Regions from separate parts of the Zea mays genome. Here region 2 is linked to region 1. Evidence: chromatin contacts called from public Hi-C data. All regions are on one chromosome and are shown on one strand. The core of a region is the stretch at or near the end of the contact, and the rest is flanking DNA. Distances in the headings are between cores, read along the strand shown.

What was found. A called contact is a pair of places that touch in the nucleus more often than the background predicts.
Region 2: a contact with region 1 is called in a Hi-C map of ear, with 2.7 times the contacts expected there. The contact joins the promoter of LOC100274676 here to the promoter of LOC100284954 in region 1. A contact is called at or near these places in 2 of 25 Hi-C or Micro-C datasets (ear and tassel).

What each region holds. Positions count from the first base shown.
Region 1 is chr10:65,891,350-65,898,353 of Zm-B73-REFERENCE-NAM-5.0, reverse strand. LOC100284954 reads left to right here and starts at 2,384. Exons shown (of 2, transcript NM_001372153.1): 1 at 2,384-2,922. The coding sequence starts at 2,401.
Region 2 is chr10:66,023,049-66,029,826 of Zm-B73-REFERENCE-NAM-5.0, reverse strand. LOC100274676 reads right to left here and starts at 2,851. Exons shown (of 5, transcript NM_001148996.2): 1 at 2,663-2,851; 2 at 2,244-2,309.

The DNA.
Region 1 (7,004 bases), core at 1,135-3,634:
CCGAGGCCTCGGGGGCTACACCCAGCGGGTGCGCTCGCGCGCACCCACCCACAGGAACAAAGTATAACTGAGAAAGGCCAGTCCCCTCGCAAAAAATGCGGCAAAGCCTCCAAGCGAGTACCAACACTCCCTTCGAGGCTCGGGGGCTACTGTCGGGTACCGTAATTAGGGGTACCGCCAACACTCCTAAACACGGCTGGTAACCCCCATCAACACAAGCTGCAGAGACTGATGGGCACGATTCAGGTCAAGGCTTCGTCTACCCAAGGGACGCGATCTCGCCTCGCCCGAGCCCAGCCTCGGGCGGGAACTGTAGTCCCGGATGAAGTTATGTCTCGCCCAAGGGCCTCCTCAGGCAGTGGGCGCACCCTCGGCACGCCCGAGGCTCAACTCGAGCAGGCTTCGTCAAGAAGCAACCTTGGCCAAATCGCCTCTCCAACCGACCGTATCGCAGGCGCATTCAATGCGAGGATCGCCTGACATCCTGACACACGTGCCTCAGTCGGCAAGGTCGGTCACTTCGACCTTTCGCTGACCGACCTAACAGGAAAACAGCGTCGCTCGCCCCTCTCCGACTGCTGTGCCACCCGCCAGGGTGAGGCTGACAACAGCCAAGTTCAGCCTCGGGTGCAACAGGAAGCTCCGCCTCGCCCGGCCTTAGGCCCCGGCCTCGGAAGGAGGTCTCCGCCTCGTCCGACCCTAGGGCTCGGCCTCAACCTCGGCCTCAGAAGGTGGTCTCCGCCTTGCCCGACCCTAGGGCTCGGCCTCAACCTCGGCCTCGGGAGGAATCGCGTCCTCACCCGACCCCGGCCTCGGCCTCAGGAGAAGTCTCCGCTTCGCCCGACCTTGGGCTCGGACCGACCGCGCCGTGGAGGATACATCATTACCCTACCCCTAGCTAGCTCAGGCTACGGGGGAACAAGACCGGCGTCCCATCTGGCTCGCCCCGGTAACAAGTAATGATGGCTCCCCGCGTGCGTCCATGACAACGGTGGTTCTCAGCCCCCTACGGAAGCAGGGAGACGTCAGCAAGATCCCAGCAGCACCGACAGCTGTGCTTCTACAGGGCTCAAGCACTTCTCTGACGGCCACGTTTTCGCCTACGCAGGGCTCAAGCACTTCTCTGTCAGCCACGTTGGCATGTACACAGGGCTCAGGCACTTCCCTGCCAGACACGTTAGCGCCTAGCTACACCCCTACTGTACATCTGGACCCTCTCCTTGCATCTATAAAAGGGAGGTCCAGGGCCTACATGCGGGAAGGTCGCGCGGGAGAACGAGCTAACGAACAGGCTTACTCTCTCTCTCTCGCGAACGCTTGTAACCCCTACTACGAGCACACCCCCTGGTGCGAGATAATACGAGCCGCGTTTTCCCTCTTGTGTTCCATCTCGCGCCAACCAATCTGGGCTGGGACACGCAGCGACAAATTTACTCGTCGGTCCAGGGACCCCCCGGGGTCGAAACGCCGACAATAAGGAGGGCGGACTTCTTGTGGCAGTTTGCCGAAGGTGTTTATGTCTTGAGGACCTTCGACGGAGAAGAAGACCCCCAATACTACACCCCATAGAAACTATCTACCTGATACTTTTGATGACACAGAAATATTCGATAAATATTAATGCATAACGATTATATAAAAATGAACAATATATTGATCTTAATATCTCATATTTTTTTGTCAGCAACCACCGACGAGGGAAGGTAAAAACAGCGCCACGGGTGGAGTGTGGCGGCTTGTGGCTAGGGAGTCGAAGGCTAGGAGAGAGATGAGAAGTTACGGGTTAATATACGACGACAACACCGAAGAGGAAGAAGCGCTCATGAGTCTGGGAAGTTGGCGGCTAATATACGACGGTAACAGCAAGGAGAAAATGTCGTGGTGGTTACATAGTTGGTTGTATATGTAAGATGTAAGATTTATCTTATCTAGTTATTTGATGATATATAAGAGAGAAGCAGATCTACGTGCTTTGCGCGCGTTCCACGATTGCTTTGAGAGGGAGTGGAAGTTTTATTTGTAAAAATGACGATGAAGGACCAATGTCGAAACATGTGCTTGTGATTAATGTGTGGTTTATAGGAGCAGAGAAGCGAGCCGAAGCCAGAGTCATGTCGATCTGAAGGCACTTGGGCCTGCCAAAGGGCCATTTTTGTACTTGGATGGGAAGAAAATTATCGAAAATTCCCGGATCGGCTCCGTATTGAATTGCATTCAATAATGGATCAGTAGTTGAGTACACCGATGCTTTCATTCCATGGTAGTACTAGTTTGCACCCTCGCTCAACTTCCTTTATTAAGCTCCAGCTCAGCAAGTTTCAAACGTATATACACGCGGCAGTGGCACACACACAGCCAGCTGCACAAACATACGTTCTTGGATCTCAGCTCGCGCGCGCCATGGTTGTGGAGGCCAACTCAGGGAGCACGCTGGCGGCCGTCGGCGTGGCCGGCACCGGCAGCAGCATGGCCGTGCACGGCCACCAGCTTTCGACCGTGGTGCCGAGCTCGGTGACCGGGGAGGAGGTGAACTACGAGCTCGCGGACGCCGACTTGCTCCACAAGCTGCATTACGTACGCGCGGTGCACGTGTTCCGCGCGCCGACCGGCGTCGCAGCGCCTCCGCTCACCATCCGGGAGCTGAAAGAGCCCATGTTCCCGTGGCTGGACATGTACTTCCCCGTCAGCGGCCGGCTCCGGCGGCGTCAAGCGGCCGAGGGCGAAGAGGCCGCCGCGGCGGCGGTGGGGCGGCCCTACGTGCGGTGCAACGACTGCGGCGTGCGCATCGTGGAGGTCACCTGCGGCGCCACCGTGGAGCAGTGGCTGGAGGCGGAGGCGGAGCGCGGCGGGCTGTGCAAGGCGCTGGCCTACGACAAGGTGATCGGGCCGGAGCTCTTCTTCTCGCCGCTGCTCTACGTGCAGGTCTGCGTCTTGCATTCTTGCTAAATACTCTCTATTTTTGTATTTTAAAAATTAACCAGCGGTCAACAAATATTTAAAAACGGATGTAGTATATGAATATGATTTGTGGCCTCTCTCACACATCCGTTCTCACTTTCTTGCAACCCTACATAGGAAATGTACGAAGAACATATTGACATACTACATTACTACTGTCATCGCTTTTATGACTGTGACGCTATTACAACTCCACGCATAGGAAATGTGTTCACACGTTACAAAGGAGTACAAAAATAGAGGGGAAAAAAGGAAAAACACAAGAATATGAGATGGGATCATGGGATGAGTTAGTGAGAAATTATAGGATTCCAAAACACGGGAATAGATATTTTGATCCGTCTGTTAATGGAAAAATTAGTACAAAAACTTGAGATAGCATAGCAAGAGAGCGACTGAGTGAGCAAAATTTCCTTCATGTAGAAAAGATCTATTCATTTTTGAGAAATTATAATTTACTTAATAAAATATTACTTCCGTTCTCGAATATTTGTCACACTCTAATACATTTTTAAACTAAACTGCGACAAATAAAAAAGAACGGAGTGAGTAGTCTATTTGACTTGAAATTTGATATTCCACCACTTCCCAAAACTCATAGGGTGAAGTATTGGAAATAATTTTAGCTCCTATAATTTCCTATGTTTATATGCGAAATGTGTTTTGGACTTCACCCCATGTAAAGTAGTTTTTTCATGGGGTGAAGTGTTGGAAATGATTTTATGTATCAACATAATATATTTTTACTCTGTAACTTATAAAACGTATATATTGCTAATAATCGTATACAAATATATTTTGCATAAAATTATATTAGCTTAATTGATCTTTGCCTAAATTAATCTCCAAGGATTAAAATGGGGCATACTCTGATTTCCTTGCCTTTGAAAAGAAACTTAGCTAGTTAGTGTTTGGTTCCAAATCTAGTTGGGATTGAGGGGCTGCATGCTAGAGAGCGGTTCCATCCGCGAGATTTTGGAGTGCCAGATGGTTCAATGTTTGAGCATAATTTTTCTTTTTTAAGTCATTATGTCCTATATAGAACCAATCCAAACAATAGCAAACTAAGAGCGAGTTTAAACACTATGATATATACGAATCCCTTTTTTTGAATTCATTCTTTATAGATTCTTTTGAGAACCTTTTGATCCGAGCATGGGTCTCAAAAGTTTTCAATGCAATCAAAGACGTCGAAGCACGCGGAGGATGCCGCATTTGAGCGGATCATAATGTCGATACCTATTCAAACAACGGGGGGACGTTGGTGCGTATAGATGCGTTAGCCAGCACTAGTACATCTTCTTCAGTTCTCTCACGGTAGGTGTGCACTGCTGCTGTAGAGGACACCACCACCCCCATTTAAACTTCAGGCACGAGCGCTGGAACTACTAGAACTAGTGAAGTGATGAAGCGAAAGCCATACTGTTGTGTCCCTTGTCCTTTCGAGAGTACTGCTGTGGAGCTTTGGTCGGCTCCGATCCGGTTCCAATTTCAGCTTTATCTTTACCATATCTTATCTTAAAATAAATTAAGAGCTCACGAAACTATTAAGGTCTTGTTCGTTTCTACCGGATTAGTGGATCGGAACGATTCCTAACCGAATTGCTTCTCTAATTTATATAAACTTGGATTAAGTGGAACGATTCCGAGTATAATCCGACACAAACGAACCAGACCTAACTTTTGCTTCACTGGTTCCGACTCTACGCAAAGCAGGAAGAAGCCAGATCCGTTTGAGGCAGTCTAGTGAGCTCATGAGAAAATAGCACTACCGTACGTAAGCCTTTGTACTAGAAAAATGTAATTCTAGATTTAATTAGACGCAAACTACCATTTCAGTATTATATATAATATATATTTTTTTATAAAAATTGGTCCATCTTAAGATATCCTGACCTAGACCAAAGTTGAAATTGCATTCGTTCTACTCACTCCATCAACAAATGTTTGTCGCTATGTGTCGGGGACCATAATTAGGGGTACCCTCAAGACGCCTAATTCTCAGCTGGTAACCCCCATCAGCATAAAGCTGCAGAGGCCTGATGGGTGCGATTAAGTCAGGGATCAGTCCATACGAGTGACTCGATCACGCTTCACCCGAGCCTAGCCTCGGACTCGGGCAGCCGACCTCGAGGGACTTCCGTCTCGCCCGAGGCCCCCCTTTTAACGGCGGACACATCTCCGGCTCGCCCGAGGCCTTGGCTTCGCTAAGAAGCAACCCTGACTAAATCGCCGCACCGACTGACCGAGTTGCAGGGGCATTTAACGCAAAGGTGGCCTGACACCTCTATCCTGACGCGCGCCCCCCGGCAGAGCCGAAGTTACCGCCGTCACTCCGCTGCTCCACTGACCGGTCTGACAGAAGGACAGCGCCGCCTGCGCCACTCCGACTGCAGTGCCACTCGATAGAGTGAGTCTGACAGGCAGTCAGGCCTCGCCAGGGGCGCCAAAGAGAACTCCGCTCCGCCCGACCCCAGGGCTCGGACTCGGGCTAAGACCCGGAAGACGGCGAACTCCGCTCCGCTCGACCCCAGGGCTCGGACTCGGGCTAAGACCCGGAAGACGGCGAACTCCGCTCCGCCCGACCCCAGGGCTCGGACTCGGGCTAAGACCCGGAAGACGGCGAACTCCGCTCCGCCCGACCCCAGGGCTCGGACTCGGGCTAAGACCCGGAAGACGGCGAACTCCGCTCCGCCCGACCCCAGGGCTCGGACTCAGGCTAAGACCCGGAAGACGGCGAACTCCGCTCCGCCCGACCCCAGGGCTCGGACTCGGGCTCGGCCCCGGAAGACGACGAACTCCGCCTCGCCCGACCCTAGGGCTCGGACTCCGCCCTGGCCTCTGCCGAACGACTTCCGCCTCGCCCGACCCAGGGGCTCGGACTCGGCCTCGGCAACGGAAGACAGATTCGACCCCAGCTTCGGAGGAGCCCCCACGTCGCCCGGCCTCGGGCGCGGGCCCGCCACGTCAACAGGGAGCGCCATCACCACTCTACCCCGAGCCGACTCGGGCCGCAGAGAACAAGACTGGTGTCCCATCTGACCAGCTCCGCCAGATAGGCAATGATGGCGCCTCCCAAGCTCCATGACGGCGGCGGCTCTCCGCTCTCTTACGGAAGCAGGTGGACGTCAGCAAGGGCTCGACCGCTCCGACAGCTGTCTTTCCGCCAAGTTCCGTTGCTCCTCCGACAGCCACGACATCACGCCAGCAGGGTGCCAAGATCTCTCCGGCTGCCACATTGGCATGTACTTAGGGCGTTAGCTCTCCCTCCGCTAGACACGTAGCACTCTGCTACACCCCTTATTGTACACCTGGATCCTCTCCTTACGACTATAAAAGGGAGGACCAGGGCCTTCTTAGAGAAGGTTGGCCGCGTGGGACCGAGGACGGGACAGGCGCTCTCTTGGGGCCGCTCGCTTCCCTCACCCGCGTGGACGCTTGTAACCCCCTACTGCAAGCGCACCCGACCTGGGCGCGGGACGAACACGAAGGCCGCGGGACTTCCACCTCTCTCACGCCCGTCTCCGGCCACCTCGCCTCTCCCCCCTTCGCGCTCGCCCACGCGCTCGACCCATCTGGGCTGGGGCACGCAGCACACTCACTCGTCGGCTTAGGGACCCCCCGGTCTCGAAACGCCGACAGTTGGCGCGCCAGGTAGGGGCCTGCTGCGTGCTGACGAACAGCTTCCCGTCAAGCTCCAGATGGGCAGTCTCCAGCAACCTCTCCGGCCCGGGACGGTGCTCCGTCTCGGGAGTCTTGAGTTCATGTCCTTCGACGGCAGCTACGACATGATACTCCTTCCACCGCCGTGCGACAACGACAATGGCGGCCGACAACCCGCCCGCCGGCGGCGGAACCGACGACATCTCCCCCGCATGGTGGAAGAACAACCTTCGAGCTCGCTCCGTCCTCTCCCCCGCCAACGGAGGAGGAGGCGGGGCAACCAAGGCCAAGCGGGAGGCCGCGCTTCGTCGGCCGTCGAGCGAATCGACGCCCCCGACGCCCCGACGGAAGGCACGCCGGGCGTCGACCTCGCGTTCGAGACG
Region 2 (6,778 bases), core at 1,602-4,101, 130 kb before region 1:
TGCCTGGAAGAGAAGGCAGCGAATCATATTGGTGGTGGTGCGAATCGTGCGTTCGGCCCGACCGTTCTGGGCAGAGGTGTAGGGGCACGAGAGACGCAACTGGACGCCATGAGTGAAAAAGAAAGAACGGGAGACGTGGTTGTCGAACTCGCGGCCATTGTCACACTGTAGGGCACGGACCGAGCGACAAAACTGGGTGGATACCACACAAATGACATGTTGCCTAGACGCTGTTTTAAAACTGAAGCTAGATTCTCTTCAAATCTTCAATGATACATCACTTTATGAGGTACATCTATCTCGTTTCTAGTTTCTACAAATTTGAAACTTATGAGGCACATCTACAATGTTTATATAAATTCACCCAACAGCTCTGCTGTTATAGAATCATTGCCTTGAAAGGAATTTCATAAAGTAATATTTAATTTCACTGACATAACTACATATGCATAGACTAGGACTTCCTATTTATACAACATCACACATTACCCTAAACATGATAGGATCACCAAAACTAGGCATGGGTGAATTCTCACTAGCTCATACCTCAATTCAGTAATCACATTGTTGGATATTTTCCATAACAATCGATAATTGCTATTTAAAAATTAATTCCAAGATTTTGCAACATAAAGCATTACCAAGTTTCAAGAGATCCTAAAAGCTAAGCAACTAACAGCTCAACAGATTACAATTTCAAACGCTGGCCTCAAAACTGTCGCCTACACGGCCGTTTAGCCCATTTACACACCTCTACACAATGGCTTGTTGATCCTGTTTAGTCCGTTTAAATGGACTTTTAGCTTGAATAAATTGATAGACGCTAGGTGATTGTTTAGTCCATTTGAACATTTACGATAACATGGCTCAAATGAAAGTAGCACAGATTAAAAAAGAATGAAGAGTGGAAAATGAACTGAGGGATTAGGTGCTGCAAAAAAATAGCACATCACAGGTTGGAAAGAATGAAGAGTGGAAAAAATATGAGGGATTATGGATCCCTCATATTTTTTCCACTCTTGCACTGCCTTTAGGGTTTAGATATTCTCATCACCTTGGCAGCCTTTCAGGGATTATGGATCCTCAACACCACAACTGCCAATCTTGGGAGACTTTCGCACAACATGCAAACAATGGAGACAAGCTTTTGAGAGTTCGTTCGGGAAAGGAACTCTTATTGCTTCAGCGATGGAAAGACTTAATCGATCGACCAGTGTTCTATTAGGCAGGAAAGGTGTCCTAGGCGGCAGCGTTTTGGCACCTAGCACCTAGAGTGACAACAGAGTACCCAGGTGTCCAACTAGCTTGTGTGGGCAGCAGCCATAGCCCATAGATGGCATATTTGTATGCAATTACAACCAGCCTTGAGTTACTCACTTCACAATGCTCATATAATCACCAAGCAACAAGTGAGTAGCTACATAGCTAATATAGACTCTAGTTGGGCCCTAGGTTGCGTAACTTTTATTTTCAAGGCATATTTTAAGTTACCAGAAATGCCAGATTTTGCAAATATAATTTCCAAAACTTCCAAGTCAACCCAAATCATAGTTTTTTGTTATTACACAGGTTTGTGATCTCAAGTTCTAAATATTTATGTTTAGATGTAAAAAAAGTTTGGTTTTAATTGCATCAACATGTTCCTATGAGGATCTGACCTACCATATTGCTTAAGTGTGTTTGGTTGCAATGACAGGACGGGACGGGATGAGACGATCTTTCAAATAAGGTTGTTTGGTTCAGAGTCAAGGGTTGAGACAGAACTATCTCAATGTTGTCCCCAGTTATTCCTGAAAATTGGAGGGATGAGAGAGGACGTCAAGGAACGTCTCTGTCCTGACTGTCCGGCAACCAAACGCACCCTAACATCGCAACAAGGGAATCAAGAGGACTGAAAAAGATTGGGCAGACTCAGGGAAAGGCATCGTGTACTGTACTCACTCAAATATGGAAGCACCACAGGAACATATGGGTTGCCTTATGAAGGCTTCATAACTGAACTTGTCAAGAAGATCACATGGTATGGACACGCATTAGGCCGTGTTCGGTTGCGTCTGGATCGAAGTGGATTGAGGGGGATTAAATCCCTCACTAATCGAAATTGAATAGAATCCTCTCTAATCCACTTTAATCCAGACGCAACCAAACAAGCTAAATAACAGTTTTATCAATAGGCGCTAGAAGAATACAGGCAGGTGAAACGCTATACAGGAACAATTTATAATCGAACGGCATTCACCTACCAGCCAAGCAGAAGCCGCACGGTTGAACAATGCTGCCACTCGTCACTTCAGCTAGAGTTGGTTTACCTGCACAACATACCAAAAAGTGGGGGAACATCACTTCGGCGTCTCGGGCACAGGTACACGCTCGTGAATGGTGGAAACAACCAGCAAACCAGCAGCATTGTCTAAAAGGAAACCGCTGAGGTCAATGCTGAGGAGAACGAGGCCCCAATCGAGGTACAGGAGGGTCACCGATTAGGTTAGCACCCCCAAAGCGAGCGAGCGCAGGGCACGTGAGTCAACCAATCTATCGGCCACAATCTGTACGGATTGGGGGCTACCGTTCGAGGGAGGGCGATTTTGGGGGGTTCGATTCAAATGCTCCGCCCCAGGAGAAGATGTGGGAGGAGAGAGTTGAAAATCAGGCCGGAGCTTACCGGATCTCCTCCGCGTGACGCCATTCCGGGGGCGCACAATGGCAGTGGGGCGGGCGGGAATTGGAGGCGGCGGTGCAGGTGGGAGAAGGAAGGGCAGGCGGCGGTGATGGTCCCCTCGGGAGTCTGGAGATGGTGCCGTGGCCCGTGGTGGTGGTGCACTGGTGTGCGAGGCTTTTGAGACCGAGACGGGGACGAGGGGACGGGGCACGCCAACGCCACGGGGGAGGGATGCTGGGACTTGGGACTTTTGGAGTCTGGTAGAGCCGTAGAGGAGAGGTCAGAGCTGTGGTTGCAGTTGCAGACTAGCAGACGCAGAGGCAGGCAGCAGCAGCCCGTGGTGGGCCGGAGAGGAAGCGTGGACCAAGGATGGTGGAGGCCCACTGCGCAGTAGAAAAGATAGCCCAGGCTGCACAGCGCATCTCGAGGATCAACCGTACAAGTACAACTGTACTACGTCCAGCCACACCCACATGTCAGCTCAAGGGTTATTTTCCGTTTTCTACGCTTCTTAATTTCCCCCCTATTTTCTGTGCTTCTGCTCTTTTTTTCGCCAAAACAAGGAAGCACTTGGAGGTGGAGGTGGAACTGTCCTGCCATAGATAAAGAAAAGAACGAGTGAAAAAGCCTGTTCGCTTTACTCCTATTCTCCTACTGTAGTAAAGTAGGACTACTGCAGTGCTGTTACAGCAGTTGTACACCTGCTACGTGTACACATCAATAGGCTATAGCCATAGTTTGATTGACCGGGCGGGATAACCCTCGCGTTTTTTATATAATATTTCAACAGTATATATATTAGTAAAATGTATGTACGTTGGTACGATTTTCATTTAATTTTTTAATATAAAAAATAAAACACAAAGACACATGTGTTTTGTTGGCTATGTGGGTCTGAACATAGGTTTGGAACTAATAACTACTAATAACTATTTGCCAGGGACGGTGGAAACAGTGTTAGTATGTTGCGACCACGCACAATTAAAATAGTTGAAAATAAAAGAATTTTCATGTGCAACTCTCTAACCCACATGGTAAAAAAATCCGCTTGAAGAACTCTCGTCTATATCTATACCACTATATAATCGCTTCGGATTAAAGCCTACTGTTTAAACTGTTGCAGCTGTAATTCATAGAGACAGCAAATCTCTACTGTTATAAAGCATCAGTTTCCATAATCGTTAAGTGTAGTGTAGGCATGTTATTCTCCCTTGTACAGGGACATGTAGCGGTGGGGTGAGCGGGGCTCGAGCCCCTGCCCCCTACCGTTGTTGAGTGCATAGAGCCCCATTGAAGACCCATTGGAGCGAAGGGGGCCGAACAGGCCTTCGTATGGACGGTGTCCGCGATCTGTCCGGCGGGGCCTGCAGGAGCGGCCTTCGTCTGTGCGGTTGCGAGGTAGGTGTCGTCGAGCGAAGGGTGGCGTGTTCGCCTTCGCCCCAACATTTGCCCTCCGAGGGGCCAGTTCGACCAAGTCAGCTGGTGTCGAAGACTACCGTGAGATGGTGAAAACGCTGCCCTCACTCGAAGTGGTCCCGTGGGGGTTTTTGAAATGTGACCGTTGATGGACGTGTTACTGTTGGACTGCGGGTTTTTCGAGGCGTCGCTCCGCGCCTATAAAAACCCGACCTCGACCGAGACCGCTACCTGCTTGAGTTTGCGTTGCAGAAACCCTAGCTTTTACAGTTGCTCGCTTGCCCTCCTTGCTCATTCTGCGCCGGAGATCTAGCCCGTATCAAGCAAACTGTGTGCCGTCGTTAACGGTACGTTGCAATGTCTTCTTCCTCGTCTGCTGCGAGTGCGTCGCCGGCCACGCCGTTGTCCGAGGAGACCTTGAGCGACTTGGCAGTGGTTGAGTTGCAGCCCGGCCACACCGTGGAGTTTGGCACCTCAAGGATTTTCTCGGCCCGCGTGCTGGAGATGCAGCGGCTGGGTTACTTTGGTAACGGTGTCGGGTGGGCCCCAGGTGCGAAAGAGGTCCCCGAGCCGGAGGGCGAGTTGATAGTTTTTAGGCCTTTTTCACTGTCGGTCTTTGCCTCACGATGCATCGGTTCGTAGTGGAGGTGTTGCGAAGGTTTGAGGTGCAAGTCCACTAGTTGACGCCGAACGCAGTGGTGGCGCTTGCGAAGTATGTTTGGGCAGTCTCCTCCTACAGCGGACAGTCATCTGTGGAGGTTTTTGCCAAGAATTATTGCTTGCACTGGCAGAAGAGAAAGATAGGTAATAAGATAGCCCAATTTGGATCATGCACCTTCACCCCGAGGACTGGGAAGACCTTGGCTGAGGTTGTCGAGATAGTCCTCTATGCTAGGAATAAGTGGGGCAACTGTGGGACTTTTGGTTCTATGTGGCCCCCGGGGATGTCGAAGGCTTGTCGAGTCTGCCTCCTGCCATCCTGTGCTCACATTGTAATGTGGAGTTTCCTCGATTCAAGGTGGCGAAAGAAGACAGAGACGAAGGGGCCCTCCGATATGCGGCCCGCCTAGGTAGCGGGGCGTGACCTGGTGGAGGAATTCATTGCCTACGGGGTGTGGCCCTTGGCACATGGTTGGACATTAGGCGAAGTGACCCCCCCGCCGGATGCCTACCCTGGGCGGCCAGATGGTGCGAAGTCCAATCTTCGCCGTGGATCTTCGCGGTCGTGACGCAGCCGCGTTTGTGCGTGATATCGAGGTCGAGGCCGTGAAAATTGTTAGGAAGTATGTGCTAAAGACGGAAACTTTAAGGAGTTGGGATATTCGCGGTTCAAACGTTAGGCTGAACCGTGTTTTTGAGTTAAACCATTTGCCGTATGGTGGTTACCCGGGAGGACTGTGCAGACGTTGTTGGCCGCCGGGGAAAACATACAATGTCAACGGTCGATGAAGGCCCCTCACGGCACAAGGCTTCGGGTGCGACCGCTAGGAAAAGAAAATTAGGTACAGCAGCTGAGGATTTGGGGTTGAGGGCTTCCGATCATTTTGTTGTGGATTTGCTGGAGACGTGCACAGCTCCCGGGGAAACGATGTCTTCGCTCGAGCTTCGGGAATCTTCTACACGAATGCTGAAGGTTACCAGGGTTCGCTGGCCTAGGAACGTTCCGATACCCCGGGCGGCCGATGAAGACATATTTACGTCTCGATTAGCTCGTGACATGAAGATTTTCCCTTACAGAAGGAATGTTGGTGCTGTTGTATCGGCAGTGATGGAGAAGGATTGCCAAGATGCGCAGCGGAAGAAGCGTCGGGCTCACGTTAGGTTGGCGGACCCGAGGCGTGAGGTGAAGATGGTGTGGCCGAGCGCAAAGCCCTCCGCCCCCAACGCCGGTATGCCTCCGCCTGCCGTGCCTGTCGCAGAGCGGAGGCCCCCCTCGCCACCACGCGCTGCTGAGGCGGCGGTGGCGGGGGCTGAAGGAGTCTCCATGGAGCTTTCTATGGACGACTACCTGGTGGGGGTCGCCATGTTTGACGCCCAGACGGGTCTGGCTCCTGTTGGTGAGTTCTTTTTTTTTTACGAATTCTGTGTTTCTGACTTGACCATGGTGTAGGGGCAGAGTCTAGGAAACTGGCTGTTGTTCCAGTGGCGGTGTCTACTGGCCCGGTGGCCGCGGCGACCGGGACGAAGGGTGACATGGGGGCCTCGGAGGACCCGTGGTCTAAGTTTTGCGCCGGCGGCGAGATTACCTTGGTTGCCGCTGCGAAATATGTGTGTGTGACTAGCGCTTGCAGTTGTGCTGTGTTCGTAGTTCTGCTTTGACAATCTTTGTGACAGGCGACCGCCTTCACCGAACGCATTGCTTCGGGGGCGCTGACCTCGGAGTTTTTTGCTGAGAGGCGGCAACTTGAGGGGAGAATCGAGCGCCACCGGACGCAACATACGGAGGCAGTCAAGGACAAGTCGACGGTGGAGAACAAGAGCCGCAACTTGCTTGAGAAGCTAATGGTGGTGGAGACAGAGAAAGAAGACCTCAGTCGTCGGCTTGCGGAGGAGAGGGAAGGCGCGGAAAAGGCTTGCGCGGAGGGCCAGGCTGCCTGCACTGAGGCTGACGCCGCGCGCGCTGAGGCCAGCCTCGCCCTTAAGCATGCCGCAGACGTCGAGTCGGGGCTGAAGAGCTTGTGCAGCTACACCAAGAAGATGGAG